Regions from separate parts of the Mus musculus genome. Here all the other regions are linked to region 6. A link is a contact called in public Hi-C, HiCAR-type and promoter capture Hi-C data. All regions are on one chromosome and are shown on one strand. The core of a region is the stretch at or near the end of the contact, and the rest is flanking DNA. Distances in the headings are between cores, read along the strand shown.

Region 1 (4,007 bases), core at 287-2,786, 2.3 Mb after region 6:
TCCTTACCTTGGTCCCAGCTGCAGATGACAGACTGGTGAAACAGGCTGTGACACAGAGACAACAGCTCCTTCTCACACTCCTGAGGCAGGGGTGCTGATGGGAGAAATGAAGGAAGCCTGGAAACAAATCCCTGGTGACAGCCCCTGCCGACTCCACTCAAGTCAGGCATGGTGGCTCTCCGGAGGCAGGAGGCTGAGACCAGCGTCCCAGGCCAGTGTGGACTAAAACCTAAATAAAGACTGCTATGGGAAGCTGCGTGGCCTTGGGAAACCCTAAACGCTATACTTTAAACTCGGGGAAGTTCATTCATTCAAGGCCCTGCGCTTGCTGACAGGCTGGAGTTGAGAGAGGGTAAAGGGAAAAAGACACCCTCACCACAACCTCCAAATGCCAGCTCGGACCCCTCGCTTACCTTGACACAGTGCCTGACTCAGCTCTTGTGCCATTGCTCTAGGGTCCTCCCAGGGTCCCACGCGTAGGTCCAAACACTTAGCACAGGCTGCCCACAGCAAGGTCCAATACTGGCTCCACAGGGCTCCAGGTCCCCCAAGCCTCAGTCCGCTGCTGTCGGTGCTAGCCACGCCCCCTACCAGGCCCAGCAGCCCGGGCAGCAGCTCTCGCTCTTGCTCGCACTGCCGACGGAGCTGCTCCTGCAAGCCCGATCCGCCACGGGCTTCAGCCAGCTTATCTGCCACCTGACAACCCCGCTCTGCAGCCAGGAGCTGGAGCACACGGGCCGCGGGGAATGGGCGCGCGGCCCCGGGGACGAAGTTCAGGGAATGTCCCTGCAGAGTGTGGTAGAAGGGAAGGGCCAGCAACAGTTCGGCTAGCTGGGATGTCAGGCCCAGGCTAGCGGGTGTCCGGCCCAGTGAACGAAGCTGCATCTCGATGGCAGCCTCCAAGTGCTGGGCAGCTAGCCCGACAGGGCGAGTCAGGAGAAGCGTCTCCCTGGAGCCCGGGAAGCCGAGGCGCAGAGCCGCCCCACGAGATGGGCACAGCTGTAAATCGCCGTGCAACTGCTGCAGGGAGAGGGAACCGGCCGAGGAGCCGGAGCGGAGCAGCCGCACGACCGCCTGCAGGTGGCGGGCGCAGTCCCGGGCCCGCAGGAGCTGCTCTCGCTCGCGGTGCAGACGAAGCAATGTGGCCCGGAGCCGCTGAAGAGCGAAGGGCATCGGGCCGCTTGCAGACGCGGGAGCCCACGGCTGTCTGCTGAAGTCCGGGCACGGGACGCTCACCGCAGCCAGTAGCCCTAGCCCTCCACGCCTCCCCTCGTCCCGCTCCTCCCCAGCGCCCACGGGCTGCGCCCACGACGAGGGTACGTTAGCGAGTGGAGGCAAAGGGCCACTAGAGCTGGACGCCCGTGCCATTTGCACGGCGAGTCCCAAACGAACCTAACGCTCGCCGCCTCCCCGCTTCCCGTCGCACTCCACGCCCGTGGGCGCCAGGACTCACCAGCTAGCCGGAAGTCTCGTGGTCTTACTGGGGCTCCGTAGCCACGACCTCTGCCCCTAACAAAGATGGCCACCCACTTACTCTTTCCCGGCCCTTAACGACTATCAAATTCTAGCTAGACTTTCCTGTCACCGTTAACGGGAGGTGGCGCTGATGCTAAATGCTGTAGGGAGAGTCAAGCTAGGTGTGACTTGACAGCAGGAGACCCATGTCTCCGCCATCCCTGACTTCCTAGTGTACCGCCTTCCTGCAGTCTGCCCTCTGGGGGTCCTGCGGCGGTCTACTACAGAAAAGAGGAAAGCGAGACCTCAGTTTGCTTTTGCTTTGATCGTTGTCTTCGTGTTCATTTGTGGGCGTGTTGTTGTTCAGTTCTCTTTGAATCTCACTGTGTATGTTCTTAGCTATCCTGAAACTCTCATGTAGACCAGGCAGGTCTCGAACTCAGAGTTGTCAGCCTGCCTCCGCTTCCTGGCTTAAGTTAAGAGTGTGTATGTGTGTCATCACAGCCAGCTTCAACTTCTTTTATGTTTTCTTTCAGTCATCTCTGAGAGTTTTGGGAAGCAGCTGGTTCGGACCCTACTCATAAAGATCTTAGGCAAAGGAACAGCAAGGGGTCCTCGGGCTGCTGCTGCTGCTGCAATGCTCTAAGCAGGCAAAATTGAGCATTTGAGGGTCTCCAGTTTGAGGTCAAGGCAGTAGTTACAAGTGCTTGGGAATATATTGTGAACAGAGGACAAGACCCCACAGCATGGAAAAGAATATTATTACTGCCCAGCACTAAGAGATTGAGGCAGGAGGGTTGTCTAGAGGTGGTCGACACTTGGCCAACATACTTTCAAGTTAGCCTAGGCTACAGTGTGAGACCCAGCCTCTGAGAGTGGTTTAAAAGGTTGGAGATAGGGGGTTAGATTCCTGAAGTAGTTGGTACAGTTACTGAGGGAGAGAGAGGATCAGATATGGGATCACCGAAAGACTAAGTAAATATACAGCAGTTTTCCTGGCCATTCACTTCTAGACTCTCAGAGTCAACAAGTCCTCAGGCTAAAGATCCAGGTTATGAAGGGACTCTGGCTAACTCTCATGTGGGCACTGTTCTGGCAAAACCATTCCCCCTGCCTTGCTAAACAAAACAAAACAAAACAAAACAAAACAAAACCAAAAAACATTGTTACATTTCTAAAACTAGCCAAGAGGTCTATTCCCTTATTTGGCCACTTCCTTCTTCTAAGGCTGACTACCAAGGTATGGCTATCAAAGTACTGAAGTCCAGCAATCAAAAGGCCCCCTTTAGTTTACCTAATTAGCATACCCGATCAAAATTAAACACCTCATCCTAACCCGGGTTTCCCCCTTTACTATCATAACTCCATTTGTCTATGGGCCACAACTGTCTCCTCTCTATCCAGAGGTAGTCCTTTGTCCTCCAGGATAAACACCCTTGCCCCTTTTGTCTCCTCTCCTTTGTTCCCTTCCTCTTTTTCCTGGTCCTCTATCTCCTGTCTTTGTCCCTTATTACCTGCCCTTTGTCACTCTAGGGCAAATAAATTTCTTTTGTGCTGAGAACTTGGTCTGGAGCAGGGGGCAGGGGCAGGTGGTCCTGAGCTAATACTGATCAGTTACAGGTCACATAAAAATTGGCCCCCGCCGTAGATTCATGAGCACCTGCCTCCAAAGTCAAGAAGTCTCAAAACTAACTAATTGAAGCTGAAGAGGTGCTTTAGCCTGACTGCTCATGTAGAGGACCCCTGTGCAGTTGGCTTGAAACAGCCTGTAACTCCAGTTCCTGGGGGCTCTGACATCTTTGGTCTCTGGAGGCACCTTCACATGCTTGCACATGCCCGCACTAAGATACATATAATTCAAAAATAGAAGAAAATGCCGGGCGGTGGTGGCGCAAGCCTTTAATCCCAGCACTTGGGAGGCAGAGGCAGGCGGATTTCTGAGTTCAAGGCCAGCCTGGTCTACTAAATGAGTTCCAGGACAGCCAGGGCTATACAGAGAAATCCTGTCTCAAAAAATAAAATAAAATAAAATAAAATAAAAAGAAGAAGAAGAAGAAAATATTTAAAAGTTATCTTTTATTTTGTTGGGGTTTTGGCTCATAACACAAACTTCTGTTTGCTTAATAAAAAATCTTGAGAATCCTTTTACAGTCGTCCTTTTATTTCAGACATGTAGTCATCCACTAGAATGTTTTGTTTTGTTCTGAGAGGGCTGGTGAGATGACTCAGCCAATAAGGGCACTCGATTCCGAGACTGACAACTTAAGTTTGATCTCTGGACCTCACAAGATGGAAGGAGAAACACACACACACACACACACACACACACACACACACACACACCAATAATAATGAAAAAAATCCTTCTTTTCAATGAATCAGCAGTATCTAGTGGAGGCACCATCCATACATAACACAGCCTGTCCCACGAGATGTATAAACAGGGGGTAAGGTGGAATTAAGGGGTTTCTCTCTCAAAAAAAAAAAAAAATTAAGCTAAGATCTAAAAGAGACAAGAGAGCCAACCCATTTTTCTGGGAAAGCACATCCCA
Region 2 (3,902 bases), core at 1,032-3,531, 2.4 Mb before region 6:
GATCAGAGTTTAAGGCACCATTTTCAGCTACAAGGCAAGTTCCAAGCCAGCCTGGGCTACTTGAGATCCTGGATGAAAATAAGTCTTAGAAGTCGGGTATCAAGACACATGTCTTTAGCTTGAGGCTAACCTGAGCTACACAGGCCAGCAGAACAACCTAGTGACACCCCCCCCATGTCTTAATGTGAAGAATGACCATTGTTTGGAATAAAATATTTTAAGACAATGGCCAAAACCATTCAAATTCAAAAATTCCTCTCCTTAAATTTAGAGAGAATTGGCCTGGGCCTGGCAGTGGGCTCTCGACTGCTCATGATACTGCCAGTTCTCAGCCTAAGCTGGTGGTTCCTGATTAGGGTCATCTCTCAGAATAAGGAAGGGGGTGGGAAATGGAGAGGGCTGGGGTTTGTTTTTAATGTGCTAGGCATTTAACCTAGTGTTCTTTCATTTCATGGGAAGTAGAGGAATGCTCATCTCTGACTTCATTTCCATTGGCTCCCCCTCCCCCCAGCCAGAAAAGGTCAGAACTCCACAAATCTCTGAATGTGAAATATCAGTGCTTTAGCAATGCAGAAATTAAGAGTTAAGGCAAAAATTCTTGGGGCTCCTGACCCAAAGCACCACCGACAATCATTTGGTTACATCCCCACAACCTATTTGGAAGAAGTGGGGGACACAGAATCTAGTTGGGTGACCGGCTGCCCACTTACATATATGTTCTAAAGTATCTGTCAGAACCTGTTTGATCCTGAACTACTAGTTCACGCCTCTGCTGAGATCTTGGAAAGCCGATATAGTGAGCTGACCATGGCTGAGATGTACAGCCAAAAACGTCTGCCAAATGCATACCAAAACAAATATTCTGGTTCCTGTCACCTACATCTGACTGCAAATGTCACTGGTTTTTAGCTCAATAAATGCCGTATACCTGAGCTTTGATGCAGTGTGCTTTGGGACAAGAGCCTGCCCACTAGTTGCCAACTAATAAGGGACTCTAATTTGGTCTTATATGCACGGTGGTAACATTCTTGCATGGACTATGACAGGGTACTCTCCTTAGTGTTGACTCAGTGGGAGAGCCCACCACCATTTCCAGAATCCATCTCTGCTAAGTGACTCACGTAGTCTCTAACTTCCCACTTGCTCCAGGTAGCTTTTTCTTCTCTGGACCTTACTCCGTATTTCATTTTCTTCTCATTACGTTTTTGTTTTTCGAGTCGTTTCGTGTGGCTATCCTGGAACTTAACTTTGTAGACTAGCTTCAAACTTCAAAGATATGCCTGCCTTCTGAGTCTTGGGATCCAAGCTGCCTTTTTCTTTAGTTTTTGAGGCAAGTTCTCACTATGCACCCCCGGCTCGCCTGGATTTCCTCTCTATGAAGACCAGGGTGTCCACCAGTTCACAGAAACTGGCCTCTTTTGCCATCAAAATGCTGGGATTGAAGGCATTAGCCAACAAGCCTGGCCTTATCTCTGTATTTTATTTTAATTAATTAATTAATTTGTTTTTTCGAGACAGGGTTTCTCTGTGTAGCCCTGGCTGTCCTGGAACTCACTTTGTAGACCAGGCTGGCCTCGAACTCAGAAATCCGCCTGCCACTGCCTCCTGAGTGCTAGGATTAAAGGCGTTCGCCACCACCGCATCTCTGTATTTTAAAAGATGTGGTCTCTGCCTTCTGGGAATGTGTGGAGAGAGAGCTGATTCCTTGGCTTAAATGTTTCTTTCACGATCACATCTGTCAGTTTCATGGAAACAGCCACCTTTAATAAAGAATAATGATAATTATACACGTTTCTTAAAAGGAGGACGATCATAGTCTCAGTCACTGTTCAGCTCCAGGTAAATGGCAGGCAGCGGTGAAGAAGCCTCCCAGGAAGACAGGTTCGCCCCAATGGCTATGGTTTGCCCCAGTGCCTGCGCCTGGCGGGTCCAGGCAGGTGACAGAACTCCACGCAGGGTCCCTAGGGGCTATGAACACTCAGTGCATTCAGAGAGGTGCAGTCATTTTCAAAAAGGTCATCTGCTGTCATAGAAGACTCAGGAAGGGCAGAGGCAGGCGAATCTTTGACCGCAGTTACCAGCAGAACGAAACCAAACGACAAATGACGCACACATTCCTGCCGCGCAAGCGTAGTCTTGCTGACTTAGGCGCGGGATGACGCACTGGACACGCGTCGGCGGGAAGCCGCCTACCGAAGCTCCACTGCAATTCTCTCCCCTCCCTCGTCCTCCCTCCCTCGCTTCCGGTCCTTAATTTCCGGTCCTTTCCATTTAGTCTTCCGACAAAAAGACCAGACTGTCCGCTGTTTTCCGTTCCCGCGTCTGCCTGCCTTGTTCCGGGCGCCTGAGCACGTTGCGTTGCAGAGCGGCGCCAGGGCGCCCTCGCCGGCACCATGGTGAGTGCGTTGGGGAAGGGATGGGGCTCACGGGGGACCCGAGGTCTGGGCCAGTGTGCGGCCTCGGGCTCCCTGGCCTATGCCGGGATTCTTTTCCCACCTGGCGTAGCTGTAAGAAATGGCAAGAAAACTGAGTTTGGGAGCTGTATTGCGTCTTGGTGGTTCAGTCTGGGTGAAGCACATTATGCGTAGAGACTGAACGGCCCGGGCGTTCTCAGGTTCCACGGATAGGACCTTTTAAAGGGCAGGGTCTCCACGCCTTTGCTTGCCTGAAACCGAGGACAGAATCTGACATTCTCTAGACGTGTGTGACATAACCGTGAGTGAATGAATAGGATGGGCTGATCTGTTGAGAGGTTGTGATTCTCGGTTTCATTCACTCAAGAAGCGTTTAATATGGAAGTATGAGATCAGACACAGTGTTGGTTCAAAGAGGCGCAGTTACTGTAGTAATTTCAAAGTAAAGTGTCCGTGGACCTCGAGAGATGGCCCAGTGATCAAAAACCACTTCACTTTGGTTCCCAGCACCCACATGGTTGCTTACAATCATCCAAAACTCTAGTTTTAGGGGATCCAACACCCACTTGTTAAGTGACACTAGACACTCATGTGGTGCACTTACATGCATACATGCAAAGCACTCATACACATACAAAAAATATTAAAAAATTAAAGGTAAAAATCCCCTTAAAAGTATACGGAGTGGCTTTCATACTTCTGAGATTTATTGATGTCTTTGAAATCTGTATAGTCTTATCTACAAAACCAGCCCATTTTGGTAGATATTTATCTATATGCATATACCAAATTATGTTTAAGGATCAGGTGTAAGTATATGCATAACCACGTGCAAAATATGGACACATTCAAATATATAGGCCTTCTTGTCAGTCTGTGCTTTATAATACTAAGTAGAAAAAAAACATTAATACACTTTGGGCGGGGTGGTATTTACACATACATAGGGGCAAACAGATACATACTCCTGTTAAATAAAACAGATGCATAAACATTTAAGGAAGCCATGGAATGCTTACAGAGGATGTTTTGGACACTACAGACTGTTGAGAACAGAAACCTAAAAAGGAGAGGAAACAGTGGTCTTGAACAGCTACTTCTGAAGGAGGGTGTGTCCTGTATTGATGTCATGTTCATATATCCACCTTCCACTGGCCAGGTTCCTTTCAGAGTTGATTGGAAGGGGCAATCTGAAGGGCAAGTTAAATTAAACTCATCTTGCTGACTCTCTAGACTGTGTGTCTGTTTCTGCTTGACTTCATGCGTTTATCTGAGTAAGTCATCATAACGTTGCAAGATAAAAGCTACAATATGTGCTGTGAAGGGAAACTTAGATTTTGGTGAGACCACGTCTCAGTGATGGTGAGAGGAAGAGCTAGGAGCAAAATCTCTAGTTCCAAATTCAGCAGGTGCGCTTTCTGTGTAGTTCACAATCCAACTGAAAAAAACTGTTCTCTTCCTGATCCTGTGTAACATTTAGGGACCATT
Region 3 (3,694 bases), core at 1,156-3,655, 2.4 Mb before region 6:
CAAAAGGCTCTTGGCTGTACATGTTGTCTCTGTCAATGGATCCCACCAGAGGAGCCACCCCTGCCCAAGACATGCCTGCTTGTCACAATGATGACATCCTCAGCGATGCAGGACATCTCCTTGATGGTCAAATAGCACATGCGGCGGAGTGTGGGCTGAAAAAGGCATGGAGAAGACCTGATCAGCTTGGTGGGAGAGGATTAGAGTCAGGAGAAGCCTGATTCTGTGGACGGCAGTCTATACTGACAGGCAGACCTCCTGCCACCCTGCCATGGGTGCAACATCTGCAGAAACGCACAGATCATCAGTGTACTTACATCATTGGACTGGAAGAGCTTGGTCATGGCAAAGAAAGCCTCAGTTGCTTCCGTGGTCCCCAGGTGCTCCCCCTGTGGGAATCAGAAAAGCCACAGGTTTGGACAGGAGGTCAGTAGGCTAGACCTTTGGAGCCTGCAGGCACTTGAGCACAGGCAACAAATGAGAGCCGGAAACTTAAGAGGACCCAGGCCTAGACTGTTGGTTCCAATCACAGAGCTGTCAAAAGCGTAAGGGTACATCTCCATTTACACAACCTCCCCTGTATTCCCTGCCAAGTTCATCTTGTTACCTGGTTTATGAGATAAAGGATCTTGGTGAGGATGTGAGCACATTTCCGGGGATTGATGGGAGTTTCGTTAAAGACCCGAGCCTGTGAAGAAGCAACCATTACCTCTAGCCTAGTACACTTTTCTACCACAGCTGCCCCTCAGTTCATGAAGGGCCTAGAGAACCATAGGGTACGTATTAACTCAGTCCACATAAATGTATTCTCAAGTGGGAAGAGTTTATTTATTTATTTAAGATTTTATTTAAGTATACGAGTACACTGTCGCTGTCTTAGACACACCAGAAGAGGACATCAGATCCTATTACAGATGGTTGTGAGCCACCATGTGGTTGCTGGGAATTGAACTCAGGACCTCTGGAAGAATAAGCAGCCAGTGCTCTTAACCGCTGAGCCATCTGTCCAGCTCCCAAGAGTTTATTTTTCTTAATTTATCTACTAACCATACCAGAAGTCTTCCCTTGGGCTGCCCTAATACTAGCCACACTAGCAAATACAATGAATAAAGTCCCATCTTCCTGGACCCAGGCTTTATAAACCAGCACTCCATGTATGTTAGTATCTGACAGCAGGGCTGGCAGGTATTCCTGACCAGACACAGGCATGGTGGCACTTGCCTCTTGGAGTACGGCACTCTTCTCCAGGTGCTGGAGGGGGTTGGAGCCTCCACCTGCAGTGCACAGAGAAGACTGATTACGGTTGTGATCTTGAATGAACTGCTTTTCTCCTTTTTCCTGTGCTGACACAGACTCTCATGTATCGCATGCTAGCCTTTAACTCAAAATGTAGCAGAGGTCGGCTCTTGTGCATCTGATCTTCCCGCCTCGGCCTCCTGGTTTACATGGTACTGTGGATCATACACAGGGCTTCACCCAAGCTAAGCAAGCACTCTATCAACTGAGTTACAGCCCCGAACTGTGACCCTAAACCTGCCAAACACGAGGAAGAGAGAAGGAAGTCTCTATCATCTACCAGAGGCCGTCAAGGCTCTCTCACAGTCACCTAAGCATTCTTTCTGAGCATTTTAGGGTTCAATAATTGGCACTGATCTATGCAACCAGAACTTAAATGAATCTATGTGTCGGAGACAACCAACACTAACTAACCTGTGACTGAGTTTCCCTGACAGCAGATATTACATTAAAAAATTATGCATGCGATTATCTGGTTACTGTCTGGGCTCTCCATCCTAACATTCCTATTGCAGGCATCTAGTATCGAACTTGCTTTAGCTACTGTAATATTATGATCAGTGAGGTGCCTGATGTTCAGTAATTGTAGTTTATTGAATGAATGAAACGGTCAGGGTTATTAACTGTAGGACTGGTTACACCCAGATAGGCAAAGAATTATCGCAGCAAATACCAAGAGGTCGGGTGAAATGCAAGGTAACATCCAGCCTGGGAACCTCCTCTGACAAGATGGGGAAACTGAGGCCCAGAGAGGAGTGTTACCCGCACAAGGTCACGCAGAAATCCTGGCCAGAGCTGGAGAGGGCAAACAGCACGTTTCCTCCGAGAACAGATATAGATGGACCTGCGCACAAGCCCCTGCCCCTCTTGGGCCTCGGATCTGGCTCTGACAGAGGCCCGGAAGAAGGAAGCCAAGGAAGGTCCCATGAACCCCTACGAGGATCTGACCTCCCCAGGTCTTTCAAGGGGCCCTCACCAGACTCCTCGTCCTTCTTGTCGAATTTCTTCAACATGGTGTCAGCGGTAGCTCCACGCAGCAGGAAGATGCTCAGAGTAGCGGTGAGAACAGCTTCTCCCTGCGGCTTCCGTACTCCCGCCCGCCACGTCGCCCTGAGCACTGCACTATGGACTGCGCCTGCGCACTCTGTTGTCTGCGCCTGCGCACAACTGCGCCCACCTTTTTCATTGCCTGTCCGGAGATTGCCAAAACCTAGGTGGAAGAGGGCGGAAGGGGAGGGGTGAGACCCAGGAAAGTGGGCGTGGCTAGACACTGGAGGCGGAGCCTAGACCTGCGGTTGCGGGTGCTCCGCTTCTGCGCCCCCTTGTGGTCCTGTGGCTGCTGTGTTTGCAGTTACCCCTGGCTGAATTTAAAGGGCATTCTGATGGGAGGGTTGCATGCAGCACGCTGACCCCATACATGTTCCCTGCTACTCTTTATTGTCATTTTCCGGAAGTAAGTCTCACTAATAGGTTATTTTTCCGCCACCGGTAAAATGAGCCAATTCAAGTCAGGTTAGAATATTTTAAGGGCAAATTTATTGGGAAGCTGCTCTCAAACAAGTTCACTGGCCCCAAGGATTGAGGCCAGAGGAGTCACCATGACAGAGATGGTGGTGAGAGGGAAAAGGGCATCTGTTGCTAGCCAAGGAACCGATTCCATCCGAGTCTAGCTTTGTAAGGCAATGAATAGAGTTATGTACATTTGTGCTTTAACATTGAGATATAACTGGACATAGCGAGTAATTTCAACACTCATGAGGCAGAGAAAGGAGGATGAGAAGTTCAAGGCCATCCCCCTGCACCAGACCTACATGACTTCCACCTCAAAAAATAGAGCCAATGAGATGGCTCAGCCGCTAAGTTAAGGTGCTTGCTGCCAAGTCTGAGGGCCAGGTTCAGTTGTGAAAATTATTAAATGAGTCTTTTCTACCAAATACTATAAAACTTGTGGTTTGACAAGGAATTCAAATATTGTTGCTGACAAATTGGCCCACAGAGAAGATGAGTATTAGGCAAGGGGAGAGGGTGAGGCAAGCCAAGCCAGATAGTTAGGGGAATTTAGCAGCTCTGACTTGATAGCAATCAGGCCATTTCTGTAACTCTGACTTACTTATTAGAGATCAGGCCATTTCTGTTGCTCTGACTGACTAGCAACCAAGAGCGTCTTTATTTACACAAGTTTCACAGAACAAAGACAAGCTAATGATTATCCAGTAGTACAAAATATGTCTGACTTATCATTACATAACCAGGGTTAAAAGCTCAGTTACAAATAGAAAATATAAACAACAGATTTTATTCTTATTATCTGCCCTATAACACCAATTTAAAGAATCTAAAGACTGTCTCCTCCAAAACAAACACACTTACTATGTGGCAGGCTGCTTGTAGGCTGGCA
Region 4 (3,875 bases), core at 406-2,905, 2.7 Mb after region 6:
TCACTGGAACTACGAGTGTGTGCCACTACATGAAGCACTGGTTTGTATTTTAAACAAGTCTCTTTAGCTCCTGAGTGAACGAGGGATCACAGTGGTCAAGCTAGAGGTACCTAAAAACAGCAGCTAAGTGAAATTACACAGGCTCTGGTGGAGTCATCGGTGGCCTGGCTATGAGGGTCTGGCCTCTTTGATTTGCTAAGTTAGACTAACTGTTCACTGATGGTGTGAATAGATGTAAGAGCAGGGAGAAAACCATGGATGGTGACGTCATTTGTGGAGACAATTGGTAAAAGGGGGGGGGGTGACCCTGGGAAGTTCAGCCTAGTACATGTTAAGTGTGAGACACTAGTCACCTCCACAGGGATGACAAATGACAGCTGGTTAAGAAAGCCAGAATCCCTGGGGAAAGTCCTCGCTTGTAGATTAGGTTTGTGAGTTACCTGTGTGCGGATGGTGTAACTGCTGACGATGGCGCTAAGAGGGATCACCCAGAGAGGAAATAGATGAACCACATCATAGAAAGTGGAGCAGAGCCTTTTTAGGGCTGGGGTGTACCTCAGTGGGCAGGGTGCTTTTCTAGCACGCACAAAGTCCCATGTTAGATCCCCAGTAGTGGCACATGCCACTCCGGAGGTGGAGAGAGGGCTTGGGGAGTGAGATTATTTGGAAATGGTAGGCTTTATCTTCCTTCCATGTAACTTTCAAACTCCTGGCTTTCCATTCTCCACCAGCACCAACTTCATGTCATCTGAGGTGCTATTTCAATATTGATGGCGTCTACTCATAAATGTCAACTTAGAGTCTGGTGTCAGGCATGAGCTGAGGTCGAGGCGGGCTCTTCTCAGCATCTATAAACCATTTCACACCACTTGAGCCTAGGATCAAGCTGTTACAGGTGCCCTTTCTCCTCCCATCTATCAGTCCCAGCTACAAACAAAGTTTCTCTCCAGCCTTTGCTGGCTTCAAGAAAGGCTGGATAATATACCGGGGGTGGGGGAATTGCATTTCAGAGTAAGATGTGTTCCTGTCTTCATCTACCATTTGTTAGGGGTGTGACCTTGGGCAAAACTCACTAACAGCACAGTGCCTAGTTCCCCAATCTGTAAAACGGGGTTAGTAAAATCCATATGCTATATTGGTGTGATATTAAGAAGGGCTGACTTTTGTAATGGCTTAGCTTCAGGGATCCGCTGACTCGTTGAGCTACAATTAAGATGAGAATCACGGTGCTTCAGACTTGTCACAGGGCAGTGGCAGCCCCTCACATGATCCCCAGATACCAGATTATGGCGTGTGCTGCTACGATCACTTGTCTTTCCAGTCGCCCAACATCTCTTGGGTCCGCGATCACGCGCCCCCCACCCGAAGCTGAGCCTGACGCGGCGGTGGCTCATGCGCCCTGGAGTCCCGAGCTCTAGCCACGGAACACACGTCCCAACTCTGGCGCCCAGCTCCGCCCCTAGCCTCGGGCGCGTCTCTCCCGCCGCCTGCTTGGGTGCTGGAGCAGCCGCGCCCGCGGGCTCTAGGCGCTGATTGGCTGTGGACCGCGGGCGGACAGCCGAAGAGCGCACACACCCTCTTCCCGCAGCCAATGAGCACATCCACGTCACTGTCCGGGGCGGCCCAAAGAGCCGGCAGCCCCTCAATAAGCCACATTGTTGCACCAACTCCAGTGCTGGAGTCTCAGGACACCACAGGCTACCCGGAGTTGTTCTGCTTTGGAGATCCGAGGGCAGGAGCATCACGCCAGTGACTCTGATAGGTGCGATCGCCGGATTGGAACAGAACTGTCATTTTTTTCCGAAGTTGAGCCTTAGTGACCCAGTGAGTGAAGTTAGCGACGGGACGCTAAGCAGCTAGACCGGTCGGCAGGAGTGAGACTTAGGGTACCTTCTAGTAGTTGTGATTAAAAAAATTGAAAAAAAGAAAAAAAAAAACCCTGTTTCTGGAAACTTGAGGCCCTCAGCTGGTGAGCCATCGTGGTTAAGCTTCTTTGTGTGGCTCCTGGAGTCTTCGATCCCAGCCGGACACCCGGGCCTGGTTTCAAAGCGGTCGGACAGCGCTGCCTGCTCCATCGGTAGCGCTCGAGCCTCGGTTTCTCTATTTGGCCCCGACTCGCCGCAACAAGATGATCGCCTCGCATATGATCGCCTGCTTATTCACGGAGCTCAACCAAAACCAAGTGCAGAAGGTAAGTCGGCACGGGCGGGAGCTTCTGGCTCGCTTCGGACCAAGTTGCGTGCTCTCCCGGAATCTGGAGCACGCAGAGGACCTGCTTCCTCCTCCTTCGGGGCTGGAGACGTGGAACCAGTCTGGGTAGCTGGGAAAGTCCTGCGCGCGAGAAGCCACGTCTGCTAGGCACCCTCGTGGCCCGACCGCTCACCATCGATAGTCCCACCTACCCGGGACCTGCGCGCACCCTCCCCACCCTTAGAGCCCCTAATTTCTTGATGGGACGGCCGCCCTGCACGTAGTCTGAGACTGCTGCGCCCACGTGGGAGGAGCCCCCTTCTGCAGCCCCGAGTTCCGGCAGGAGCACGTGGGGAAGAATCCTGCTTAGGGGAGGAGGCGGGGTGGAAGCGTGTAGCAGCTGGGGCCCGGCCCTCTTGAATTTAAGGATGTGTTGAAGAGGCCTTCGGTTCCTCGTGGCGCTCCTTGGGGGTGGATCGGGGGTGGGGTGGGGGAGAGAGCCACCCAGGAAGGAGCGGGAAAGGGCGCAGAAAGACTAGCCTGCCGCGCCCCCTCCCCGGAACTGAACTGCCCGGAACTGAGGCTCGAAAGGGGCGCCCCCTCACAGCAGACCTTCCTGGGGACCGCCCCGCCTCGTCCCCGTGTCTGGCCGCCGAGTTGAGGGCGGATTTTGGATAGTATGTTCTGATTTGGAACTAAAAGTTACACGGAATGGACTCATCTTCCCACCCCACGATCCCCAGAGTTCTTTTTTTTCTTTTTTGTTTTTGTTTTGTTTTCTTGGTTTCTGAAAATGAACCTTTAGTCGCTCTGACCTTCCTGAGCCCACCTCACTCTGCCTTCCCGGCAAACTCCAGTTCTCTCGGCGCGCCATTTACATAAGAAAGCGCCTCCGGCCCTGCTTGGAGCCTCACTCTCCTCTTCGGGCTAGAGAGGTGGGGGTGGACCGGAGCCAGGCCCGGAGCGCTCTAACTCCCAGGAGAATTGAGTTTCTAAAATACCCAGGATTACGGGATTGGTTCCTACCCTAGTCCAGGATTTAGGAGAGGGAATGGTCTAGTATGGGGCAGGGGCCGAGGGTGGGTGCTGTCCAGAGGTTTGTGTTAGAGCTCAGTTACACATTTGAAATTACAGTGTCTCACAGGAACAAATTTTAGGGAAAGTGCCTTGACCACGTTCCAGCCCCCTCCCCCCTCTTCTCTTGGTCCTGACTGCGTGGGAGAGGTTGGTCGGTTGCTTTTGATGTATCCAGGGCCCTGGCAGATGAACCTCAGATTTGAGAGAGGTACCTGATTTGAGTTTATCGGTTGGTTTTTCTCTAATATCTTGGGACGTGGCCCTTCGCTTTAATTCGGTTTGTTTAGACATTTGCCTTTAGGCTGGCATGATTTTGCAGGCTCCATTGGGCTTATCTATTGATTCAGCCAACTCTTGACAATTCCTAAAACACAAAGTGGAGGAAGACTCTCTAGTCCTAGGGAGAGTGAATTTTCCTCTTGGACATCTGGATTCTTTTTATGAACTTTCTCTCCGATGATGGGACTGTGGTTGCACGACAGGTAGACACCCCTAGGGACGTGCGGTAGAATCGTCTGTTCCCGGGAATGGAAAGGGAATTAACCAGAGTATCTGAAAGTGAGTTCTAACTTCTGTCTTGTGGTTCATTCGCCACCCAGAGCCTCTTG
Region 5 (3,982 bases), core at 803-3,302, 2.2 Mb before region 6:
ACTGCTCAATGAGTCTACCTGGTTTCCAGTACCTGCCTCCAACAGAAGTGCCCAGGTCTTTCATGCTCAGAACCACCTATGGCTTCCAGAAGTCCTGTGTCAGCAGAGCTCTTCTCCAGGCTGCTTGCTTTCCTAACTGCCCCACCCAGCTTTTGAATCTCTGTTCTTACTCTGTTCTACTAAATGAGCCAGTCCACAAGCAGGACAGACTGACAAACATGGAAAAAGTTTCTTATTCCATATGGACCTAGTGCTAACCACTATATGCAGTCTGCCACTCACCAACTGCCCGCTGTGGTTATGGGAAAGGTTAAGGGTTAGGATCTGAGTCATGGACAGGACCTAGGATAAGAATGAGGGATTAGGGTTAGTGTCCTAGTTAGACTTTTTGTCAGTGTAACACAAGCCAGGGTCATCGAGGAAGAGGGAATTTCAATGGAGACAATAGGCAGGTCTTCGGGCTACTTTCTTGATTACTGATTGCTGTGGGATTGGCGTCACCCCTGGGCAACTGGTCATTGGTTGCATAAGAAAGCAGATTTAGCAAGCCTTGAGGAATAAGCCAGAAAGCAACATCTTTCACAGCCTCTGCATCGGTTCCTGCCTCCATGTTCCTGCCTGGAGTTCTTGGCCTGACTTCCCTTCTGCCCCCCAAGTTAATTTTGGTTTTCTGGTTCTGTATAGATTTCATTGGAGTTTTGATTAGGAAGAGGGACAAAGAGCTCCAAGGTCCCCAAGTTCATCTTCAGCCTCCTAAAGTAAGGCTAAGGTTTAAGTAGGGGGCCAGCATTTGAATATCTGAGCCATCTCCAGTTGCAAGGTGTGGCCCTGCCCATTACTGCTGAGGTTCTAGTGCTTCAGCAAGGCATTCTGACAAATTGACGGGACTGTGAAATCTCTCCGGGGGAAAGTCTCTCGTCTTGATGGGTCTGCCTTTTGACTTTTTAATCCAGCATGAGATTACTAAGGAAAATTCCAGTCTCTTAAGGCCCACTGTTCTGAGAGCCAAAATGAGGGTCACAGTGACTCTTTAGAATAACTCCATTTCCCCTAGGCTTGTGACAAGGTGGCCTCTTGGGGAAGAGAAGACCTTGTGCCTCCTGGAGGCATTAGGGGATAAGACTCCAACTCCATGACCTTCTGCAGAGTCCTGTAGTACAGGCTTTAATATGGAAGAGAAAGCCCTCCAGACACAGGCCTAGCTGAGGCTGTCCTCAGCCACAAGAAAGGAAAAGATCTTAAGAGAGCAGTGCCAAACTCTGGGCCAGGCTTCCTCCAAAGAGAAAGTTCCCTCTAGCTGGGAGCCCTGAGCTTAGCAACTGGCTTCTCCATAGAAAAGACCACCTTTCCCCTCCATCCCGTCCCTGTAGGTTTGCCCCCCACCCTCGGACCCTAGGTTTGCTTCCCCCAGTCCAGGCCTCCACCAAAGAGAAAGACAGGCCTGCTACAGATCCCAGCCAGAGAATATGCCTCTTTTATAGAGAAGGAAGATTCTCCGGCCCCGTGGGCCAAGTGTCTGAGCCAGGCCTTTGAAAATAGAAGCTCCACTGGCTGCAGATCCATCCCCAAATGAGTATGGGGCGCCTGCACAGGAAAGTTAATGACCCTCTTGAGGCTGAACCCTAAAAATCTAAGTCCAGACATACTTCTTGGAGTAGGGAAGACAGTCCTGCCACGGAGGCCTTATTCTAGCCGAAGCTGTCTCCTTATGGAAGAGAAGGGGAAGAAGCAGATACACACATCATACTCCATTGGGAAAAGAACATCCCCCTGTTGAAGTCACAGGGCCACGGGCCAGCACTGTGGTTCATTTAAAAACTCAGGCCAACCCTCTCCTAAGGCCTTGACGTCAGCACTACTCTAGCCCCACCCCTGCCCAAGCACGAATCAACCTAGGCGCAGAGATGCGCGTATTGCCTTCTGGGATTGGTAGTTTTTCCATGCAGTCTGTACTCCGGAAAGGAGCCGAAGGGAGGTGTCAGGAACTACAAGACCCAGCGTTCCATGAGTCCTGTGAGAGGAAGTGCTGGAAGATTGTGGGTGTGCGTTCCAGTTTTTAAGCTGTAGTTTGGCGGTCTGTTGACAGGTATTCCCTGCACGAATCACAGGCTCTCAAGGAGTGGGGATTCCGGAAAGGGAAGAAGCACACTCACCAGGAAAGGAGCCTCGGGTTTCACACCCCTTCGGGCCATGCCCAGCGTGCCTGAGGGAGGTGGCTACGAGGTATCTCCTGGCGAAGGAACCTTCTCTTACCGCCATGCCTTCGGACTTCTTTCTGCAGCCTCTGGACGGCGGTCCCCGCGTGCCCGTGGGGCCGGGGCAGACTGTGATAGGCCGCGGGCCGCTGCTGGGAGTAAGTGTGGGAGGTAGTGTGGGCGTGGGCAGCCAGAGCTTGCTCAGCCGAGGCTGTCTCTTGTCTCCTGAGCTTGGGAACTCCGCGTCTTGGCTCTGCTTGTCAAGATTTTATAGGTTTGGGGCAGTAGGTTTTCAAACAACGTTAGTCAAGTCCCAGACATTTCTTTTTGGTGCCTGTATGGTTCGAGTATGGACCGAGTTAACATCATTAGCCTATCCAGCTGGCAAACGAGGGCCAAATCCAAGTTGAGCTAAGTTCGGGTTGTAAGATGTAAAATGTAAACAGACCAACTAAACAAAACCGCTGCTAGTATTTAAAGACGTATAGTACTCTAAAGGTTAATGTGTTGCATGTTGACCTACAAAGCTTACAATATTTACGGTACTGTATGAGCCATAACAGGGAAGGTTAATCACCTCCCTTAAGCTAACTTCTTTTATCTCCTTGCCTTCTCTGCTGGGCTGGTGGGCCTTACCAATAATAGCAGTATCCCTTTTGGTAGTATCAGTAGCTGTCTTTAAGTTGTCTGGGTAGTGAACCAGTCATTGTTCTAAAGAGATGACTTTAATTTACTACTTCCAAAACTTTTTGAGTTAGGTGCTTTTTATTAGCCTTGTTCAAATGAGAAAGTTGGAGTATAAACTGGTCATTTAAAGGTGATACATGTACAAATGGCCACTATGCTATATATTCTTTACCCTCTTTGGGAGGAGTAGGAACCAAACCGTTTGCAGTTTGCACTATGAAATTATATTTGGTGGTATTAAACCATTTAGCATTGCCACAAGACCTATCATTTACAAAGGCCACTCTAGAGAACCTGGCGGTCGAGTTGAAATATCACAAGGGAGAGATGGGCTAGCCATTAAGAGCCTGGAATTTATTACAGAGGACTGGCTTCCCAGCACTTATGTCAGGCAATTCACAAATGCTTGTAATTCTGCCTCTCTGGGCAATGTACACACATGCATATCCTAACATACAGGTATACATATATAGTAAAAAATAAAATTTTAAAAATTCACAAAAAATTGTTTTTAAAAATCTCTGCCATTATTTTCCACCTGAGTGGTATTTTCTGTGTTCTTACTGCCCTGTTTCTTGGTTTCTTTTCTCTTTGTTTTTCCCCATTATCATAAGAGTTTTGTGCTCCAACATAGATTGTTGGATTGGTGTTTATGTTTTTATGAGCATGGTAGTTTTGTAGTTTCCGTTTCCGGGTTGTGCTTTAGATTTTGATATGTTTTGCTCTAGCTGTTGATTCTTGGAGGGTGTGTTGATATGTTAGAATTTAGGTTATCTTAAATATAGTTGCCTTTAAAGAGAGGGTCTCACAACATAGCCTGAGCACCCCTTGAACTTGCAGTTTTCCTGCCTCACTTCCAAGAGCTGGGGTTACAAGCATGTATGTTCCTAACAAAACCACGTTTTTTGGGGGGAGTGTAGGGTGGTGGTAGTCAAGACCCGATGTTAGTAATGAAATAAACGATGTGTCCACCAGAGGTCGCACTATGCTTTTGTATTATTCATAATACCCCTTTCCTCCTAGTGTTAGGCACACTTAAAAGATAGATATAAAAGATCTATTATTGCTTATAGTTAGTGTATAAAAGGAAAGAAGCCTAA
Region 6 (4,028 bases), core at 251-2,750:
CAGGGAGCATGGACATGCTTCTGTAGGGACTCCTTCGGAGGAGAAGCTGTAATTTGGTAGCAGAGGGAGGACCTTACAGGTTTCCAAGTCTGTCTGGCATCTACGCATAGGAAGAAGCTGCAAAAGGCAGACAAAGGATTGACACTAAAAAGCAAAACTTAACGAGTGTGCTGATGCCAAACGCACAGGATTCTGTCTTGGAAGTTGACATTGCTCACTAACAACTCAGGTTTATCACAGGGGAACAGGGGAGGTATCTGACGCTGTCGGGGATAAAGGGTGATGCAGGAGGATTACAGGCAGACCTTTAAGAGACTCTCCTGCCTAAAGTACTCAGGTCGTCCCATCTTTGGTACTGTGTACATCAATTGCCCTTTTCCAGCACCAAGTACATTCGGGAGAACTAAAAATGCCCCCAACGAACAGGTTCCAACAGGAACGAAGGATTCTGTCTTTCCACATGCGGGAACGTAAACGACCACAATGCCAGGCAGGGCGTCACTTGGCCCAACCTAAAGACCCTCACGCTGCCTCTGTGCGCCTAGAAGCTCGCGCCTTCACTTCCGCACCTCCCAGGGCGATGTAACCCGGCCTTATGGTAGAGGTACAGAGCTCAACACACACTCGGTTCCGAAAACCCAAGCCTCCATTACGGGGAACAGGCTGAACAAGAGGTCTGTGGTCCCAAGCACCATGAGATCCATGGTTTCCAGGCCCAGCGGCATCGCGAGCCCCATTCGGCTCTCGCCAACAGCTTCAGTTTTGGATCAAGGCCGCCTCCGGCCGGGGAGCGGAAACGAGCCACTGTAGACACTCCGCATGGCGGGCCAGGGCCGCAGGGTCGTGGATGGCAGCGGATGCGCGGAGAGACACTCACCATCATCTTGGAAGCGGCTTCAGGTACCCGCAACTCGTCAGTTGTCCGCCTCGGGGCCGCCCACCCAAGCCCACAATGCTCCGCGCCGGAGAAATGCCCAGAAGCTTCTGGCGAGACGTTAGCCCGGGAGAGGAAGGGGCCGGACCACTTCCGCCACTCTATGGTTAGCTCCCGAGGTAGCCGGCTAGAGGAGTCGGAGGTCCAGGGACGCTCTAGGAACTCGCGTTAGCTTTGGCGGGGGTCATCGAGTCTCGCAGTGCTTTTGGTTTGTAAGGTGCGGTAAGGTCCCGCCTCAGCCCGCGCTCCCAGACGCCATGGTAGACGTGCAATGAGCTATCAGTACTGAACACCGGCTAGGAGAAGCACCTTAGGTGAGTGATCTCACTGCACCTGCTCAGCTCCGTGGCGAGGGAGCTCCGTGAGTTTCACAGGTAGCTTGGGAAGTTGGGAACAGTGTCCCGGGTCACAGGTGCGCGGCCCGCTCGGGCGCAGGAAATTTGCTCGGGTCGGCTTCTAGCTCTGTAGCGCCCCTTATCGGCCGAGGCGGCGCCGTGCCGCCTGCCCCTTCGCGCGAGGCCCGTCTCTGCCTGGGGAGGAGAGCCGTGGATCCCGCGCAACCCCGCGAGCCGCCCACCGCAGGTTCCGGGAGGCGCGTCTATAAGGAGGAGTGCGGGGGCGGGGCCGCGAACTGCAGTTGCTATTAAGAGTTTTGGCCAATCAGCGCCCGGTTCCACTTCTCCTGGCCAATAGGAAGTGGCCTAGGGCGCAGAGGAGGAAAGTGCGGCCACACGAACAGGCGTGGCGGCCAATCAGCCGCTGGCCTCCGTTCTGTGCTCCAACCGGCGCGGAGAGCGGGCCTGAGGGAGGCCGTGGCAGCTGTCAGGCTAAAGTCGGGCGAGGGATCGCGGCGGGACGGCGGCGGCGGCGGCGGCGGGACGGGCCCTGGAGATGAGCCGTGGCGCCGCGGGCTGGTGCTGTCTCGTGCTCTGGCTGCCCACGTGCGTCGCGGCCCACGGTGAGCGGCGACGGACAGGCGGGCGGGGCGGGAATCCAGCGTGCGCGCTTCCCGGGCTGGGGGCCACGGGTCACCTTGGGGACCCCGCGAGTTTGGGCCGCCCAGATCCAGGGACTAGACGGCTGCAGCGGGTGGATGCTGGTTCCCGGGTCAGTGAGTAGGCACAACCTGACAACCCCACCCCTCCCCGTCGAAACAAGAGCTTTCAGCTTTCCTCCCACTGAAGGCGACCCTGGTGACAGCTAGAGATCCAGAACGGAGGATGTGAGCGTTCTTATAGGCAGGAACACACATATGGGCTCACACGCACAGGCACCCACTTACACAACTCGAACATAAATGTACACACCTACGCGTTAAGTGAACACATGCATATACCCGAAGCTTATTAGATAAGCACATCAAATGCCAGACAGGGGTGTGCTTGTGGAAAGGGTTGCCTGGTGTTAATCCAGAAGGCTTCCTGGGGGGGGGGGGGGGTTATCCATCTGATGAAGTGTACCTACACTCAGGACAAAAAGCTGCAAGCCCCCTTAGCTCTGTCTGAGCTGTAATTTGGACCATAGACAGGATCAATTATAGACACAGCAATTGGATTGACTAACAGACCTGAGCTTCCATCCATCAACATTTACTTGCCTTTCTGGCAAGTTTAAAGAATCCAGGGACTCAAATCCAACTGAGAAAAAATATCCTAGCAAAGCTCTCGTGGTTTTTTTGGCCATTCTCTTGTTCAGGACAGCAGAGCTGGGCAGAGTTCTTTGTTTAGTAACCTTTACTGAGCAGCCACTGTGTCCTAGGCACTGGAGATTCATCTCTGTATAAAGCCACATACTTAAGGCTGGAGAGGTGGTTCAGTGGTTAAGAGCACTGACTGCTCTTCCAGAGGTCCTGAGTTCAAGTCCCAGCAACCACATGGTGGCTCACAACCATTTGTAATGGGGATCTGATGCCCTCTTCTGGTGTGTCTGAAGAGAGAGAGACCGTGTATTCACATAAAATAAATAAGTCTTTTTTAAAAAGCCACATACTTAGAATCACTGCTGCGATGAAAGAAGCTGACATAGAATATTATGAATCCACCATAATTACAGAGGAAGTATTAGCTGGGAGAAAGTATATTTTGAATGGGTGGAGGAAGGATAAGGCAGCATCTTTCTGAGAAATGACAGGTAAACTTTTAGGAAGACCCAAAAAGATAAAGACACTGAAAAGCCAGTACAGCTTTAACATGGGAAAGAGGAAACAAGAGTGGAGTGGGTATAGGAGTCAAATCAGGCAGGGCTTTCTACACCACAGCCAACAGCAGCATACACTTTAGTAGGTGAAGGGGACATTGAAGCTCTTGCAGTGGGGCAGGTGGACAGAGGCAGAGAGCTGGACAGACAGCTTGGCAGTTAGGAATACTAGTTGTGCCCGGCAGTGGTGGTGCACGCCTTTAATCCCAGCACTTGGGAGGCAGAGGCAGGCGGATCTTTTGAGTTCGAGGCCAACTTGGTCTACAAAGTGAGTTCCAGGACAGCCAGGGCTATACAGAGAGACCCTGTCTCGAGGAAAAAAAAAAAAAAAGGAATACTAGTTGTTCTTCCATAGGTCCCAGCTCACCACTGTCTGTCCCTCCATTTCTGGGGAGCTGATACCCTCTTACAGACTCGGCTAGCACCAGGCACACACATGGTGCATGAACATATATGCAGCCAAAGCACACATATACATAAAATTTAAATTAAAAATACAAAAAAAATGAAGGCAGATGAGAAGCTGAGGCAGGAGGATTGCTTGAGCCTAGAAGGTTGAAAACCAGTCTGGGCCACATAGCAAAACCCCCATCTGAAAAAGAAGACATGGAAGCAAGGCTAGATAGGTTGGGTCAGGACAAGAGATGACAGTGACTGATCTAGAAGATGTTGGTGAGACCAGAGCAAACTTGTAAGTTTTGGTTAGAAACTTGGGGGCTTCCCTGTCCACTCTGAAACTCTTAGGGCTTCTTCAGGTAAGAGGTGGATGTCAACCCAAGAGCTCCAGGTCTTTGTGGCTCACCTGCTGTGGCAGCAGCAGCAACAAATACAAATCTCCTGCATCCGGTCTGCCTTCCAGTGCAGAAACCAGCTCTCCAGCTGGGCATGGTGATGCATG
Region 7 (3,663 bases), core at 800-3,299, 2.0 Mb after region 6:
GTCTCAGTGCCCAGCCCCCTGCCACTCCACACTCCTGAGACAGAACTCAGCTCAGCACATTCCAGTTATGTGTAGACCTAGGAAAGAGGGAAGACAGGGCCCCACCCACGTGGGGACCGACTGTAAATAAAGGACTGCTTGAATGTGACTGGTGCTGCAGAAGAGGCCGAATGTTGTTCCTGGGGCCCGGGAGGAGCCTGGCTGGGAAGGCTTGCTGGCAGAGGGCCTGGCAGAGGGAGGGAGGCACTGTTTGGATTCAGCCATGCAGTACATTAGCATGCGGGGGAGGGGTCAGGAAGCGGCATTGGGAAGGGTGAAGATATTAGTATTCTCAGATCCGTTTGTCAGGAAGTGGTCACTTGAAGTGACCCAGTTGTCTTTATATCTTCCTGGGCTTAGAGAGAAAAAGGGGTTTCAGAGGATGAGAAGGGTTCAGGTTTGAATTCCTGCCCACTAATTTTCTAGGGCAAATTGTTCATTATCCTCCAATACTCTCCATATCCCTCTCCTGAAAACAAGCTGTGTGTAGAGAAAAATGAGATGAACCTACAGCATGGTTGGCACAGGGCTTGGTATGTAGCGGGGGGGGGGGGGCCTGAAGCACTGTGACTGCCATAGAAGAGGCAGTATTGATATTGTCCACACTGTCTCTCTGTGTGGGGTGCATATGCACAGGGCTTAATAGCACAGGGCTTTAGGGAACCAGGAGAAGGAAGGGGATTCATGTAGGCTGGTCAGGAGTGAGTTAAAAGACAAACATGCAGTTTGTCACATCAAGTCATGATTTAGGACATTGTCCCTTTATCTTGTCTGCTCTGGGAGGGACCCAGTAGGACTGCCTCTTGTGCCAAAGGGGAGACAGGTGTGGGCCCTGAAGCCTCCATATACCAGAAGCAGGCTTGGCCCGCTCCTAAAGAACTTATCTGATTCTGAACACCCCCTGGGGGCCCTGGGGTGGGGCACAATTCTGCATTTGGGGTGGAATGGGTAATAGAACGAGTCACTGGAGCAGGGGTGCTCATCTGTGAGTCACTTCTCTCAGGCCTCAGCTTACTCATCCGTGAGAATGAGAAGGCACCCTGAGCTCTGGCAGAGATGTAGAGTGCTGGAAGCCAGCAGCACCTACCTTGTGTCAGGCAGTGGCTCTGTGCCTTCTCAGGCCCTCACAGCTGCATGAAATGGCTGCTGGTTCCATTCTTCAGTTGAGCAGAGAGAGGCTAAGAGAGGTAAGTTACCACAGGCTAGGAATGGGATATGTGGGTACCAAAGTGAGGTAGAAGCCTGGATGTTCCCCTTCCGAGAGGGGGATGGGACAAAAGAGGATGCCTGGGTATTGAATCCCAGAAGGTGAATTGCTAGGACCTTGCTATCCCCCCCCCCCGCCCCCCACCATGGTCTCCTGGTCACCGAACCCTTGGTATGCCTATAGTTAGAGAACTAGAAGGAAACTCTTAAGGGCGGGGAGCCCAGGGCGTTTTTTTGGACGGGTCATCTGGTGGATCTTCTCCAGAAGAGAAACTTGTTTAAGAAAATTGCATTTCAGTACTGTTCGGTTGTAAGGCTATGCCGGAGAGGGCATAGCGGACTTGGGGAAGCACAGGTTATATGGGCTATAGCCAGTTTTCCGAGTGGGGTGTAAGAGGGCAGGGGAGTAGAACTATAGAATGGCGAAGGATATGGTCTTCAGGGAGGACTGACCTGGCTTGGAGTTTGAGCTATGCTGTGTTCTAGCGGTGTCACCTTCGGTAAGTTACTCCACTCATCTGCAGTCTGCAAAGCGGGGGGCGGGGTTGGGGGATGGATGTGAGGCTTCTGCTGCCCTGGATTCTCCTTGGAGAACCAGAGCTCCAGCTCTGCTCTGGCTGAGAGTGGCCGGTATGGGATACCCACATACTGCCGCTCCCCACCCCTTCGCCGTACTCCAGTTGCACCCGCTAGAACTGCAGGGGACGTCTTGTGTATGTTGCCAGGGGTAGGAGGGTGCCCCGGGATCCCCGGCCTGCCTGGGAAGCAGCCCTTGTGGCGATGGCTCCCTCCACCAAGGCCCCTGCCTGGCTGCTGGGCAGGTCCTTGGCGGGGAGGGCCGGGCGCGGGATTGGCTGGCGCGCGCGCCGCCCCCTTGCACACCAGCCTGGCGGGGCGGGAGCAGCCGGCAGCTGGCCGCCGCCTCTGCAGTGCCTCCCTCGGTGCGCTCCCTCGGCGGGGATAATGGGAGGCCCGGCGGCGGCCGATGCAGTAGTGGAGGCCGGCCGAGGTAGAGCGCTGGGCCTGGAAGGGAGGGGAGGCCGTGTGCAGGCCGCGAGCGGGTCCCGGGGATCTCCAGAGGCCGGAGAACCGAAGCAGGAAAACAAAACACTGGAAGGCGCAGGGGCCCAACAGTGCTGGGGAGGCAGCTGGAGCAGGAAGATGGTCCCGTCCAGCCTTTCTTCTCCGGGCCCTTCCCCTCCAGTGTGCTGGGGCCTGTGCTGGACTGCTCTGCTCCTTGCCTGCTACCGGCCTGCCTCACCAGTGTCTTTGGCTTCTTTTGCAGGTGGAAATAAATGCTCGTGAAGGAACGGGGCCCTGGGCACAAGGGGCGACTGTCAAGGTACCCTGCGTGTTTGTGTGTGTGTGTGTGTGTGTACGTGAGTGCGTGCGCGCTTGCCCTTGTGTATGTGTGCGTGTGTGTATGTGTGCGTGTGTGTATACGTGGGCTTGCACGGTGGGGGTGAAGTGTTTGACTGGATTGGATAAAAATAAAGGGTCTCCTCTGGTGATCCCTTAATCTCCCACTGTGTGTGTAGCAGCAGCTGAGGGGGAGGGGCGGCGCGAGTGTGGGCGGCCAATGAATTCTCAGGCCTGTGTGGGTTTTGTTTGGATTCGTTTTGCTTTCTCAGCTGGATGGTTTGGGTGCAGTTGGGGTTTGGCGTTTGGTTTGTTGAACTGTATGTATATGTGTGCGCTGTGCGTGTGTGCGCATGTGCGTGTGTGTGTGTGTGTGTGTGTGTGTGTGTGTGTGTGTGTGTGTTTTAAAGACGTACAACCCACTTCCCACCCCTGCCTCTGGAAATCTCTGGAGAATGGCCCTGGCACTGTTGGTTTGCTTCCAATCTGCAGAAATCCCCGGGGTGCGTTGTCTCGGGGAAGTGGGGGTGAAAGACAGTAAGGGGGAGGGAGAATTGCACTCCTGAGTCTGAAGCTGATAGGGTGTCATTAGTCATGCTGCTGTCACCATGGAGATGGCTGAAGAGAGGAGAGGAGGTGGTGGGGGTGAGGATATTTTGGGTAGGGTGGGGGCTGATGCAACATCATGGCTGGGAAGCCAGCGGGTGTCTGCTGTTATTCTGTGCCACTTGGTGTCTGGGAGACTGGGAAGGCAGTGTTCCCTGGTGTGAGGGAAGCAGAGAAAGGGGCTTTGAGCCATTCCAGGTGGGTTTTTCAGAGGGTGGTGTAGGTTTTGGGGAGAGGAGAATGAAGAGTCTGGGGAGAATCTGATCAAGAATCTATGACTAATCTGCCTAGGTTAGCCAGGTCCCGCTCAGTAGGTTCCTTCTAGTTTGCCCGGGTTTACAGGGCCAGGGGCTCACTCTAAGTTTGGAATTACTCAGCAGTAGCCTCTGGCCCAGGAGGTTGGGGAGGGGAGGAGAGGGGGACTGGGACAGAAAAGAACACCTCAGCTGCCTC

Evidence for each region. Promoter capture Hi-C pulls out the DNA fragments that hold promoters and counts their contacts. Hi-C and Micro-C count contacts between places; a contact is called where the count stands out from the background. HiCAR-type assays count read pairs that join an accessible place to other places.
Region 1: a contact with region 6 is called in a promoter capture Hi-C map of pre-B cells, with 4 times the contacts expected there. The contact joins the promoter of Ccdc142 here to the promoter of Cct7 in region 6. A contact is called at or near these places in 4 of 39 promoter capture datasets (the C10 cell line, hippocampal neurons, liver and 1 more) and 1 of 115 datasets of contacts at active chromatin or transcription factors (embryonic stem cells).
Region 2: a contact with region 6 is called in a promoter capture Hi-C map of liver, with 8 times the contacts expected there. The contact joins the promoter of Isy1 here to the promoter of Cct7 in region 6. A contact is called at or near these places in 7 of 39 promoter capture datasets (the C10 cell line, cranial neural crest, embryonic stem cells and 4 more), 1 of 484 Hi-C or Micro-C datasets (CD8 T cells), 4 of 115 datasets of contacts at active chromatin or transcription factors (astrocytes, embryonic stem cells, memory CD8 T cells and 1 more) and 1 of 9 other capture datasets (liver).
Region 3: a contact with region 6 is called in a HiCAR-type map of astrocytes, with 2.6 times the contacts expected there. The contact joins the promoter of Copg1 here to the promoter of Cct7 in region 6. A contact is called at or near these places in 1 of 39 promoter capture datasets (liver) and 1 of 115 datasets of contacts at active chromatin or transcription factors (astrocytes).
Region 4: a contact with region 6 is called in a promoter capture Hi-C map of pre-B cells, with 2.9 times the contacts expected there. The contact joins the promoter of Hk2 here to the promoter of Cct7 in region 6.
Region 5: a contact with region 6 is called in a Hi-C map of regulatory T cells, with 7 times the contacts expected there. The contact joins the promoter of Aplf here to the promoter of Cct7 in region 6. A contact is called at or near these places in 2 of 39 promoter capture datasets (both in liver) and 1 of 484 Hi-C or Micro-C datasets (regulatory T cells).
Region 7: a promoter capture Hi-C map of pre-B cells shows a contact between it and region 6, with 2.8 times the contacts expected there. The contact joins the promoter of B230319C09Rik here to the promoter of Cct7 in region 6. A contact is called at or near these places in 3 of 39 promoter capture datasets (cranial neural crest, liver and pre-B cells), 1 of 115 datasets of contacts at active chromatin or transcription factors (extraembryonic endoderm stem cells) and 1 of 9 other capture datasets (liver).

What each region holds. Positions count from the first base shown.
Region 1 is chr6:83,099,045-83,103,051 of GRCm38.p6, reverse strand. Ccdc142 (coiled-coil domain containing 142) reads right to left here and starts at 1,536. Exons shown (of 9, transcript NM_001081266.1): 1 at 414-1,536; 2 at 8-94. The coding sequence starts at 1,368.
Region 2 is chr6:87,837,138-87,841,039 of GRCm38.p6, reverse strand. It overlaps Isy1 (ISY1 splicing factor homolog), which reads left to right and starts at 2,281. Exons shown (of 11, transcript NM_133934.4): 1 at 2,281-2,396. The coding sequence starts at 2,394.
Region 3 is chr6:87,886,651-87,890,344 of GRCm38.p6, reverse strand. It overlaps Copg1 (coatomer protein complex, subunit gamma 1), which reads right to left and starts at 2,405. Exons shown (of 24, transcript NM_017477.2): 1 at 2,273-2,405; 2 at 1,222-1,274; 3 at 608-688; 4 at 318-389; 5 at 76-155. The coding sequence starts at 2,309.
Region 4 is chr6:82,772,234-82,776,108 of GRCm38.p6, reverse strand. It overlaps Hk2 (hexokinase 2), which reads left to right and starts at 1,655. Exons shown (of 18, transcript NM_013820.3): 1 at 1,655-2,191. The coding sequence starts at 2,129.
Region 5 is chr6:87,670,231-87,674,212 of GRCm38.p6, reverse strand. Aplf (aprataxin and PNKP like factor) reads left to right here and starts at 2,052. Exons shown (of 10, transcript NM_001372332.1): 1 at 2,052-2,353. The coding sequence starts at 2,258. It also overlaps E230015B07Rik.
Region 6 is chr6:85,448,977-85,453,004 of GRCm38.p6, reverse strand. Cct7 (chaperonin containing Tcp1, subunit 7 (eta)) reads right to left here and starts at 1,500. Exons shown (of 12, transcript NM_007638.4): 1 at 878-1,500. The coding sequence starts at 883. Pradc1 (protease-associated domain containing 1) reads left to right here and starts at 1,703. Exons shown (of 5, transcript NM_001163427.1): 1 at 1,703-1,892. The coding sequence starts at 1,826.
Region 7 is chr6:83,440,141-83,443,803 of GRCm38.p6, reverse strand. B230319C09Rik (RIKEN cDNA B230319C09 gene) reads right to left here and starts at 2,049. Exons shown (of 3, transcript NR_028382.1): 1 at 1,699-2,049; 2 at 1,127-1,217. It overlaps Tet3 (tet methylcytosine dioxygenase 3), which reads left to right. Exons shown (of 12, transcript NM_001347313.1): 3 at 2,531-2,587.